2 separate regions of the Sus scrofa genome follow, and region 2 is linked to region 1. The links are chromatin contacts, called in public Hi-C maps. All regions are on one chromosome and are shown on one strand. The core of a region is the stretch at or near the end of the contact, and the rest is flanking DNA. Distances in the headings are between cores, read along the strand shown.

Evidence for each region. Hi-C and Micro-C count contacts between places; a contact is called where the count stands out from the background.
Region 2: a contact with region 1 is called in a Hi-C map of liver, with 6 times the contacts expected there. The contact joins the promoter of PEX1 here to the promoter of GATAD1 in region 1. A contact is called at or near these places in 1 of 5 promoter capture datasets (liver), 7 of 47 Hi-C or Micro-C datasets (fetal liver, heart right ventricle, liver and 1 more) and 1 of 2 datasets of contacts at active chromatin or transcription factors (alveolar macrophages).

Annotation. Positions count from the first base shown.
Region 1 is chr9:72,358,775-72,362,013 of Sscrofa11.1, forward strand. GATAD1 (GATA zinc finger domain-containing protein 1) reads left to right here and starts at 1,547. Exons shown (of 4, transcript XM_021102379.1): 1 at 1,547-2,004; 2 at 2,738-2,863. The coding sequence starts at 1,753.
Region 2 is chr9:72,443,224-72,446,462 of Sscrofa11.1, forward strand. PEX1 (peroxisome biogenesis factor 1) reads right to left here and starts at 1,495. Exons shown (of 23, transcript XM_021102380.1): 1 at 1,145-1,495. The coding sequence starts at 1,393. RBM48 (RNA-binding protein 48) reads left to right here and starts at 1,588. Exons shown (of 5, transcript XM_003130141.5): 1 at 1,588-1,731; 2 at 2,269-2,459. The coding sequence starts at 1,588.

The DNA of each region.
Region 1 (3,239 bases), core at 297-2,796:
TTGTTCCATGATTGGCATAAGCACTAAATGCTGTTTCACATCATAAGCCATTCAATACAGTTTTATTCTTCCTTTCCTCCCAGCCCTCCACTAACATACTCATCAAGAACTGTCCAAGAATGCCAAGTCTAGAAAACCCAGGCTCATGAAGACAGGTATGCAGCCGCCATTCTAAGAGAGGCTGAGGAGAGATTGTCCCTGGGGAGGCCTGTCCTTACCAGTGACAGTAGCAGAGGGGAGCAGGATTCTTATTGTTGGAGACATGGCTCGAATCGTCAGTGTCGAAAAAGGCACATGAACACGGGGAGACCTTGACAAGGCTCTTTACTTCTGCAGAAGGGCATGCTTGGTCAAAAAGCATGCAAAAAGAGCCAAAAAGCATGCAAAAAGAGGAAAGGACCCTCCCTATTTATTCCTAACACAGGCGCTGCACCTGTCCCCTTCCCATTGGTCAGGTCAGGGTGCACATTTCCTTGGTTGGCTAATTTGAAACAAATTGTTACTGGGAGAAAAAGAAAGAGGAGGTGGTGGCAGGAAAGCATTTCAACCAGCAGAAACCAGAGCAAAATGGAGTAATCAAGATTTCCTTTGATAGAAAAGACATTATGTTACTTTCCACATTATGATGCACTTGTCCTAGGCCAGCTGTTCTCGAGTGGTCCAGGGAGGGCTTTCCCGGGGCTCTCAGGGCCAAATCTGTTTCCCAACAATGCCCAACCAGCTATTTGACATTTCTATTCATCCTTTCCCTGGCATACTGTTCAGATCTGTGGGCTTATGACACCTTCACTCCAGGGCCAATGAATGCAGGGGTGGCATCTTAGGTTTTAAAATACATTTCAACTCCTAATACATAAATGTCCATGAAATAAGCCATATAATCGAAAGCATCTGAGAGGGTCTAAATCACAACTTTAAAGGGTGTAAAGGTGTCCTAAGGAGTGTTAGATTTAGCAAAAATACGGGATGTCCACTTAAACTTGCATTCAGATAAACAACAAATATTGCCTAGGGTACACTTGTGTTAAAAAATTATTCGCTGCCTTGGAGTTCCCGTCATAGCGCAGCAGAAATGAATCCGACTAGGAACCATGAGGTTGAGGTACCATCCCTGGCCTCGCCCAGTGGGTTAAGGATCCACCCTGGTGTAGGTTGCAGACGCAGCAGCGGATCTGGCGTTGCTGGGGCGTAGGCGGGCAGCTCGGATTAGAGCCCTAGCCTGGGAACCTCTATATGCTATGGGTACGGCAGTAAAAAGACAAAAAGACAAAAAAAAATATTCCCTGCCTAAATGAAATTCAGATTTAATTGGGCGTCCTGCACTTCACAGGCCAATCGTGGGCCTAAGGCAAAATGTTTGAGGAGCAACCTGCTCCCAGTAGTTCCGGATAGGGCATTTCCGGTCAGGCGGGCCTTGGGGCGCGCGTGCCCCGCCCCCTCTCCGGAAGCTTCCTCTCCAGGCGTCTGGGCGCTCCTCCCAGGCCAGGCCCCTCCCAGGCCAGGCCCCGCCCCGGCCTCGCGTCCGGGCGCCGCTGGCCGCACTGGGCTGCAGCGCTGAGTTTCGCGGGCGGAACCGGCTTCCTGCCTCCAGGGGGCAGCGGCCGCGGTCCGCTCTGTACGTGGACAGCTCGGCGCCACGCCCGCGCCGCTCTTTCCGTTTCTGGGAGTGGCGGGCCGGCCAGCGGGCCGCCGGGGTCGGCGGGAGCCATTCCGGTGTCGCTGCGCCCGCGGGGGCCGCCCGAGCCGGCCACGATGCCTCTGGGCCTGAAGCCCACCTGCAGCGGCTGCAAGACCACGTCGTCCTCCATGTGGAAGAAGGGCCCGCAGGGGGAGATTCTCTGTCACCACTGCACGGGCAGGGGCGGCGCGGGCGGCGGGGGCACCGGCTCGGGGGCGGCCGGTGGGACAGGAGGCAGCGGCGGCGGAGGCGGCTTCGGCGCGGCCACCTTCGCCAGCACCTCGGCCGCCCCGCCGCAGAGCAACGGGGGCGGGGGCGGCAAGCAGGTGAGCTCCCGCGGCCCCTCCCGACGGCGGAGGCCGACCGGCTGCGAGTCAGGCGGGAGGAGGGCGAGGAGGGAACGGTGGGAGCCCAGGATCGCTGTGCCCACTCCCAACCCCGATGAGAAGATCGTCATTGGTTTGGCCCTTTTTAAGCACCTTTTCTTGTGAGAAATTGAAAGTCTATAGAGAAGTAAGAAAACCAAAACCTTTCAGAAATTGCCCCTATTGTAATGTTTGGATGGAAACCAGACATCTCCACGTACACATGTGCACACAGGTGAACAAGGTCGTTCCGCTGGACCTCTTTCCCTGTTAATAAAGTTTATTGTCTTGATGTCATGCTGTTAAGATTACCGTGTCATCATTTTCGGTGGCAGCGTAAGTGTTCCATTGCAGGAGGTGGTCTACCTGACCTGTTCTCAGGCTTTGGAGAGCTGAGTTTTCAAGGATTTTTGGTTACAAACACAACAAATGAACAGTTCCTGCCTTGACCTAAACTTAACTCTTATTGCGGCCCCTTGCCCTGTTGCAAGTAGCGGCTCTGGAGTTGCTTGTCCAGTGCCCTTTCTGTTTTTATTAGCCCAGTTCAGTGATTACCCAGCGTAAAAAGAAAAAGCGCACCCTTAGTTTTTAAATGTGGTTTAAAGTACATATTTTGGGATACTTGTAAGATGGTTGTTTTAGAACTGCAGGCTGTCTACGCTTATTTCTTTCTTTTTTGTTCTTTATGTAACAGAGTAAGCAAGAAATTCACAGGAGGTCAGCTCGGCTCCGAAACACTAAGTACAAATCTGCTCCAGCTGCTGAAAAGAAAGTTTCCACTAAAGGAAAAGGGAGAAGACATATTTTTAAATTAAAAAATGTAAGATGATTATGTTCAGTGCCTTGTACTGTGATGGCGTTGTGTAGTGTGTCTTGCCACTGCCTTCACCTCTCACCCTTTGAACTTGGATTCTCTGCTTGGCAGATCCTTTTGTAGTGTTCTAGGGATTGGTCCAGACTTTCTCAAAGGGGGTAAGGAGACTTACTGTTTATAGAACTGACAATACCCTTTTTTTTTCTTTAGCGTTTATGTTTTTATCTCAGAAATATAAAATATGATTCTAAAAGAAACCTAAACCTGGAGCACATTTTATTGGGTTTTCTGCGCAAAGGAGGAGGTGTCCTTATAGCTGTGGCCAAGTATACTGGAAAACCTTTTTTCTTCTTAAAGATCTAAGCAAATAATAATATTGAAA
Region 2 (3,239 bases), core at 245-2,744, 84 kb after region 1:
ATTTGAAGGCACGTGGAAAATCATCAAAGCTGAAAGCACAGGGCAGGGAGCAGCTACCTGGGACCAGGTGATAATAACTAACTCATCTCCAGCCAGAAGGAAGCTTATCAGGGCCAAGAGACTGCCTACTTTATAGTAAAAGAAATAATGGCAGGATCTGTTGAAATTAATGTGCTATGAAAGATAGGGGAAAATACTCTAGAAAAGGAGTTACAGAGAAGTAGCTAAAATGGAAAAGGGAGATATTTGAAATTATTGCAAACTGTTGAAATTACTGCAAACCAGTGGGTACTATGCATTCAGGATTTTCGAAGATTTCAAACAGCCTATCCTTTTAGCCCCTTAAGCAAGCACGCTCAAACTCGTAAACCAGGTGTCTCCACTTTACAATTAGGAAAATACAGATGTTGCATCTCTGTAACCATGCAAGTGTTAGAGCTATGAACCGCCACAACCACAAGGTGCAGAGCGCAAGTGAAAACAGAGGTTCAAGGAATTCTAACTACCTATGACCAAGTATGCATACTCCCACAGCACATTCCTGGAGCACCCCGGAGGTGTTTGGAGACACAGGAAGAAGGTTCATATTAATCTATCCCGCTCGTGGGACACAGGGCTCCACCTCTGTTAACCAATAGAGACTTCACAAACCAAGTCCGCCCCTCTTTCTGAAGGCCGGGACCACAGCCATGCAAGCACCTGGAAATCGCTGGCAGGAAAAACGTTTTCTAATAATGAAACAAAACAGAACAGAATCCCAAAAGACAAACAAACCCGACTTCTCAAGAGCTTTTCCAACCTGGAGTGAGGAATAGTTGAACGAAGAGGGAGAATATCGGGGCGTTTCAAAGCCCAGTTCCGGCGAGTAAAAGACCTGGAATACAGCAGGTCAACTCAAAGAAGCCGTGCTGCACTAGACGTGATGTGGCTGTCAAGAGCGCCCAGGCCAGCCCTGCCCGCAAGGGGTCCTCAGTGTGGCCTCTGAACCGGTCGGCGGGGCTGGGAAAGCAGCCCTAATCCCGCCGCCGGGAGAGGCCTGAGCGGCCGCTGCGTCCCTAAAAGGCCTGGGTCTCGGCCGACCGCAGACTGGCCAGCAGCTGTCCCAAGTCGGTGGTGAGAGCCCGGCACCAAGCGGGCGCCTTACCTGCAGCAGGTGTAGCTGGGCCACAAGGCGCCGCGGCAAGTGGAGGAAGCAGTCGCGAGCGTTGGTGAAGGCCACCGTCACGGCCGCCCCGCCTCCGCCAGCACCCGCCAGGCGATCGCCGCCCCACATTGTCTGCAGGCACCGACCCCCAGCCGCCCAACCTATCTTTCCCGGGCCAACCCCGCAGGTCGCGGGCGTCGGACCCGGAGACGATCGATCGGCCCCGCCCCCTAAGGCCCCGCGGCGCATCCGGAGCGGGAGGGGCCAGCACGCCTGCGCCTGTTCTCAGGGCCTTTCCGCCGCGCCGCTGGGGGGCGACACGTTCTTCACCAAATCCTCGCTCACAGGAAACGATGGCCGACGGTGTCGATTCTTCAGCCAATCTCGGAACGCCTTAACTCACCCCTCTCTCTTATTGGGTAAACGGTGGGGCAACGGGGCGGATGTTGTCGTTCGCGAGGGATAACACCGGCAAGATGGCGTTGAGCGGCGGGCAGCTAGGAGGCTTATTCGATCACCACGTCCAAAGGGCTGTATGCGACTCGCGGGCCAAGTATCGAGAGGGGCGCCGCCCTCGCGCTGTCAGGGTAAAGTGACTTTGGTTTCAATCGCTATCCCCGGTAGCTTTCTGTGAGTTCCAGCTTCACATGCCCAGCTTACGTAAATAACATCTTGAGAGGCTGCGGTCACATCGATTAACTGAAGAAGAATATGAAAAACGCTGGTACTCAAGTACCAAAGATGCTTGAGTGCTCTTTAGTCTACTGCTAGAACCTCAGCTCCGTGAGAAGAGGGCTGTGTTTCAGTCACTGTATCTTCCGTGTTTACAGTGGTCCTTGTTACATGGTAAACGCTCAGCGAATACTTGTTAACTCGTCCCTGTAACTTCTACCGAGCTAATTTGTGGAAAACACATTGATGGAAGATAATGTTACGTGCTTTAGCTAAAGGCCTTTGCAAGAAGGGTAAACTATTCATTATGTAGAGAGAGGGGCAAGTTTTTAGATTTCCTGTTTTTATGCAAACCAGTCGAAAGGTGTTTTTTTCAACTTTAAAAAAATATAGGATTAGATTTGTCCCAGGCTTCTTTGTGAAATACATTTAATGTGTCTGATTTCTTATAGGTTTACACGATCAATTTGGAATCTCGGTACTTATTAATACAAGGAGTTCCTGCAGTCGGAGCCATGAAGGAATTAGTTGAGCGATTTGCTTTGTATGGTGCAATTGAACAGTATAATGCTCTAGATGAATACCCAGCAGAAGACTTTACAGAAGTTTATCTTATTAAATTTCTCAATTTACAAAGTGCAAGGTAATATGCAAGTTAAACAGTGTCTCATTTTCTCCATTCCCGTTGCCTACATTTGGCCTCCCTCATTCATTTCTGAATTACCCAGTAACTAACATGACCCTGTATTCTTCTAGTCTTTTTAAATGTTAGCCCTACCAAACTCTTTCTATCACGTCATTCCCATGCTTAACAATTTTTTTGTGTGTGTAGTATGGTAGATTAAAAATTGGTTTGGGAGTAAATTTTCAAGTTTCACTGTTTACTAACATCATGACCATGGACAGGTTACTTGACCCCATTAAGACTGTTTTCTTATTCTTTAGACACCAGTATGGTAAAAGGACCTACTTACGGAGGTTGTGTGAGGATGACATGGATCCATGTATAGGGCTTAGCACAGTGCCTTCTATTCAGAAGGCAGTAAACATTAGGTATTGGATCTCTTATTTTATGGACCTGTGTAATTGAATCTCCTTCTATATAACATAAAATTTTCTCCAACAATTAAGTACGAAATGCCCTATCTCTTTTTTCCCTCATTTTAAAAAATGAAAGTGTTGATTTACAACCTTTCAGGTGTACAGCAAAGTGTTTCAGTTATACACACACACACACATATACCTATTTGTGTGTGTATACACACACACATTCCTTTTCAAATTATTTTCCTTTATAAGTTATTGCAGGATATTGAATAGAGTTCCCTGTGCTAACCAGTAGGTCCTTGTTGTTTATCTGTTTTACATATAGTAGTGTGTAGCTGTTAATCCCAAATCCCCAATTTAACCCTCTTCTTCCTTT